2 separate regions of the Sus scrofa genome follow, and region 2 is linked to region 1. A link is a contact called in public HiChIP or PLAC-seq data. All regions are on one chromosome and are shown on one strand. Each heading gives the region's core, a stretch centred on a gene start, on an enhancer-like site or on the middle of the called end of the contact. The rest is flanking DNA. Distances are from core to core; before and after follow the strand shown.

The links. HiChIP or PLAC-seq counts read pairs in DNA pulled down with a chosen protein or histone mark.
Region 2: an H3K27ac HiChIP or PLAC-seq map of alveolar macrophages shows a contact between it and region 1. The contact joins the promoter of RECQL5 here to the promoter of WBP2 in region 1. A contact is called at or near these places in 1 of 5 promoter capture datasets (liver) and 1 of 2 datasets of contacts at active chromatin or transcription factors (alveolar macrophages).

The regions. Positions count from the first base shown.
Region 1 is chr12:5,563,794-5,566,397 of Sscrofa11.1, forward strand. WBP2 (WW domain-binding protein 2) reads left to right here and starts at 1,319. Exons shown (of 9, transcript XM_003131191.5): 1 at 1,319-1,475. The coding sequence starts at 1,417.
Region 2 is chr12:5,731,029-5,733,632 of Sscrofa11.1, forward strand. It overlaps RECQL5 (ATP-dependent DNA helicase Q5), which reads left to right and starts at 1,308. Exons shown (of 20, transcript XM_021066624.1): 1 at 1,308-1,490; 2 at 2,132-2,263. The coding sequence starts at 2,146. It overlaps SAP30BP (SAP30-binding protein), which reads right to left and starts at 1,218. Exons shown (of 11, transcript XM_003357968.4): 1 at 1,033-1,218. The coding sequence starts at 1,138.

The sequences.
Region 1 (2,604 bases), core at 69-2,568:
TTTTCTAGTTTTTCATCCTTCACCTAGGGAATCTGACTCAAAAGGAAAATTAGGCAGGTGGATCCCACCGTGGGACACTATCTGTCAGGAAATCAGCTGTCTGCTTAAAATCCAACTCTGATCACTTAAGATTAAAGATGCACCAGCACTGCCAGGTGGGACACCCCCCTCCCACATTTCCCACAAAGATTCACCTCAGAGGTGGGGGAGTTTACACAACCACAGGGGCTCCCCCCCCGCCCCCCCCGAGGGGGTAGTAGTGCTGGGTCACGATGATCAGCCCTATTTTGTAAGCTCCCCGTCTTGCATTGTGCCCAGATCCATTCAGTTACTTGAATTCTGGTTTAAATCTTCTGGCCTGGAAAATGCTGGGGAGCCCAATTGCAAAGCCTGAACATTCTAGAGGGAGCAGCGCCACGCGAGGCCAGCTGTGGTGGAGGCGGCGGTGAGGTGTGGCCGCTGGACCCAGGTTCCTCTCCCAGCGCGGTGAGTCTCACCGCCCACCTCGGAGGGTGTGGCTTTGATTTCCTGGAAGAGAAGGCAGTTTTTCCGGATTCCCTTCTGCCAGTCAGCCAGCCCATCACATCCTGGAACAAAGACTGGGTCCTGCACTCATCTATATATCTCAGCGGTTACTTAAGTGGGTTGGGCTGCGGGGGAAGGAGGGACAAAGTCATGTAGAAAGCGTTCCCTAAACGTTTGTGGGGAGTCCCATCATGCCTCAGTGGTTGACAAGCCGAACTAGTGTCCATGAAGAGGCAGGTTCGATCCCCTGCCTCGCTCAGTGGTGGGGCTCTGTTGTTGCTGTGAGCTGTGGCGTAGGCCATCAGCTACAGCTCCACTTGGACCCCTAGCCTGGGAACCTCCATATGCCGCAGGTGCGGCCCTAAAAAATAAAAATAAGAAAATAAACATTCGTGGGCTGAAAGAAGGTGCCCCAGTAAACGGTCACCGCTGCACACAGCAGCCTTCACGTCCAGGGCCTTTATGACTAACTCCTCTGTGACTCGCGCAACTGTTTATTTCAGTCCTTTGGTCGACTGGGTGGAAGAGGGTGGGAAGTGCGCAAGCTGATGAGTTATGCAATTAGTGGAGTCAATCCACGCCTAGAGTCTGTGAGACTACAAGTTCCAGCATGCGTCCGTCCACTAGCCTAGGGAGAGGTCGAGGTGGGCGAGCAGTGCTTCTGGGAATTGTAGTCTCGAACTTGTTTGTGATGCAGGCGAAACTAGCGGGGAGGGGAGCGGGAGTAAACTATTAGCACGTGATGGCCGGATCAGGTGGTAGGGCCAACCTCCGCGCAAGAGCTGTGATTGGCTGACTCTAATACGAACGACGCCACTAGGGGCGGGGCCAAAGAAGGGCGCAAGCGCACTGCGTTTCGAGTCGAGTCTCGGGACCCTTTTCCGAGAGACCATGGCGCTCAACAAGAATCACTCGGAGGGCGGCGGAGTGATCGTCAACAACACCGAGAGGTGAAAACACTGCGCAAGGACCCTGGAGAACCGCAGGGCGGTTGTGGAGGGTGTAGGCGCTGGGCGGTCGACGGTGGGAAGTAAACCCGTGAAGACGGGACCTGACGGGGGGATGGGGGGTAACGGCTGGGGGCGGGGTGGAGGAAGGTGGGTGGGTCGTGAGGGAGCCGCCGGGGGTGTAGCGATCAGCTGTGGGTGAGGGTGGGGCGGCTGGACGGGGACCGGGTACGGAGAGACACATGGGGCCTGCGGGTAGTTCTTGAGCCCTTTTCCCAGAGTAGGTGACTTTAGAAATGGGGAGAGCCTTTGGCAAAAAATAATTACCATTTCGTGGGTATTTACTATGCTACTATGAGTCAGAGATGGCGCCTCTTTTACCTGCTTAAGTACATGAGCCCTGTTCGGCAGATGCTATTACTCTACGCATTTACATGCCGAGATAGTGAGGCACGGAGAGGTTAAGTAACTTGCCTGAAATCACAGAGCTGAAAGTACCAGGAGAGGAGTCTGATTCCAGAGTCAGTAGGCTTAACTGTCAGTATGTAGCCTTCCGGTATATTCCGGAACTGCTCAGTTTCCAGATAGGAAACCGAGGCCCAGAAGTGAAATTACGTAATTAATATTTGTCATATGTCGAAAACATTTTCTGTAAAGCTCTGTCTTTGCAGACAGACAGACAGGTTACTGATTTCCTGTTGGCTTGGATCACTCCCAGAGAGAGGTCTTCCACATCAAGGTTCTTCCTATCCATCCGCAGTCAGTTTTCTCTCTCCTTGGACGGCATTGAGAATGAGACCAGCCAGCTCTGGTTGAGCTAGGCTGACCCTAAAGCGCCTCTTGAAGGAGCAGAGGAATCTGAGCCCCCAGACGAGGTTTGGTGGGACCAGAGCCTATAGCTGGCTAAGGCAGTACCCAACCCAGAGCTGTCGCCTTGGAAAGCTTGATGAGTCAGAGGAGGTTCCTAGGGAGCCCCAGACCTCAGAATACTGACTTTTCCTCCATCTCACCTGCCCAGGGTCTGCCAGGTCCGACTCTTCCTGGCAATGACCTCTTTTCTCTGAGCTCTGCTGCTCTTTTCTGGTTCCAGTCCTTTTCCCCACTCACCTCTCCCCTGTGAAGGAAGCTGTGT
Region 2 (2,604 bases), core at 58-2,557, 170 kb after region 1:
GTAACATTAAATTCCATTTCCAGTGCTTCCAAGCCATCCATTATGCCAACGGAAGCCTTCCCTTCTCTGAACTATTGTACCACGTCAAGCATCTCTTTCGATCTGCATATGTCTACCTTGTATCCCAGGCACCAATGAACTTGTCTTTTCTTACAAGATCAGGACTCAAATGTCCTCCCCTAGGAACAGGACCTTGAACAGGGGCCACCTCGAGAGGTTCCCCATTTATACCTACTTGAGAAACAAAATCTCTTTCTATGTTTAAAAAAAACCCCAAACATCAGCAACCCCCCCCAAACAATACAAATTACCAAGAAACCACCAGAGAGCCTCCTGACAGGCAAAGACCACACAAAACTATGAGAAGCTAAACGAGGCCAAATCCTCCCTCACTTTCCAGATGAGGAAACCAAGGTCCAGATACACTGGGTAATTTGCTGCCTCTCTATACTGCCATAAAAATCTGCTCTCACTTCCTAGTAACGTGATTCTCAACCTGAGCAGGGCAACAAAATCACTGGTGGGCTTTGACAACTCACAAAGTAATGGAATCACCAAGGAGCCTTGGAAAGCTCGCAAATGCTCAGATCCTTCCCCAGATGTACAGAATTACTCTCTTTGACAGTGGAGACCGGATGCGTGTCATTTTAAAAGCTCCGAGACACGTCTAGGGTACATTACTAATTAAAAGTTTCGCTCTCCTCCACCAAACAATAAGCCCGGACAAAATATGCAGTGGTTCAGAAGCCTTGGATCCTCTCCACCCTTGGTCCACCCTTCTCCCCGGTATGATGCCCAGTACGGAGAAGACTTTCAATAGGTTCCGACAGGATAATCGAATCAACAGAAGGAGACGGTCCATTCTTACAAAAGAGCATCTAACGCTCGGTCTAGCCCAGGACCCTGAGCACCCTCCGGGGCTCCGGCGCCCGATGCTTGGGGCACAAAGACTCCCTCTTTCCCTCCCGCCCTATTAGGGAAGCATCATTCAGGGCAGACACCCGATTTCCCCCCTTCTAGCTCCCTACTCACCAGCCGCGCTGCCTGCCGTTTCCACTCCAGCTTCGCCGTCAGACTCGGGCTCTGAATCTTCCGCATAAACTGCCAGAGACGACAGGACATTCTTCTTCCCCGCCATCTTATTCCCGCACACCCGGCGCGCCTCACTTCTATGACTCCAAAAAGCCGACTTCCGTGCAGAAAGGCGACTTCTTCCGGATCCCAGGAGACCCCGCGCCTGTTTCAGACAGAGAACCAATCAAAAAGGCCGTTTCCGCGCTTGGCTCCGCCCCTCATCCCCGCGCCGGCAGAACGTCATCACTGCGAGACGGATTCAGGATTAAGTGGGTTTTACCTGACATTGCAGTCCCAGCGGTTTGGCTTCTCAGGGTTACCTGAGGGTTATGGGGGTCTTCGAGTAGTTCCCGAGCCCGTGGGCAGCAGCGGCCCGACAAGAGCCCTTCGCCCCTGGGAGCCCACTGCCGGCTCTGATATCTTGGGGTGAAGAGAGGGAGGCTTTGGCTGGGGAAGGGAGAAAAGAGCGAATCTGAGGCTCAGAGGAGGATGAAGGAAGAGCTTTCCTCTGGGGGTTGGGAAGAAGGTGTCGGGGTCCTGGGGGGAAGAGTGGTCCTCATGGCTGTGCTTGTAGAGCAAAGGGTGGGTCATAGAAAAATAATTCCACTTCCTCCAAATCCTTCCGAAGACATTTGTGCTTCTTCTCGTGATCTAATTTCCAGCTCTGTGCTATGCTGGGGCCTGGCATAGTTCGATGTGTTATTTTCACTGAGCGTAAGAATGGAGATGTCATTTACCTAGGAATGTATTGCTGGAGGCTGTTCACCCGGAGCTATATTTCTTGAAAATAATATATCGTTCGAGTGTAACAAAGCAAATTTAGTTCCTGCCGTGGCGCAGTGGGTTAAGGATCCTGCTTTGCCTCAGCTGTAGCGTAGGTTGCAGCTGCAGCTCAGATTTGATTATTGACCAGGGATGTTCCACATGCCAGGAGTCTGGTCAAAAAAAGAAAAAAAGCAAATTTTTACTCAGAAAAAATAAGCAGTCTTTGAAAAGCAGAACAGGGGGTTCTTGTTGCAACCATAGGATCATCACCTTTGCCTTAACATTTGGCCACTGTCTATTGGTAAGATGAGCACCCACCCTTTTGACCCTGAGCGTCGCGTCCGGAGCACGTTGAAGAAGGTCTTTGGGTTTGACTCTTTTAAGACGCCTTTACAGGAGAGTGCGATCATGGCTGTAGTGAAAGGTAATATTAACCAAACTGCCTGTGTTTACACTTGTGCTGGCTGTCCCCTAACACCACCAAAGAACGCCTTCTTTTTGACCCTTCTTACCTTCCCACCCTTGGGCCATGTTTGGTTTTGGAGATCTTACAGACCTGTCACCCAAAACTTGAAGCTTTCTCTCTCTCTCTCTCTCTCTCTCTCTCTCTCTCTCTTTCTTTTTGGCTGCACGTGGAAGTTCCGGGGTCAGGGATTGCGCCTGAGCCACAGCAGTGACACCGCCAGATCCTTATCCTGCTGAGCCACCAGGGAACTCCCCCAAACTTGCAGTTTTATTGGCAGAACCACCCAGCTGTTTTGCCTC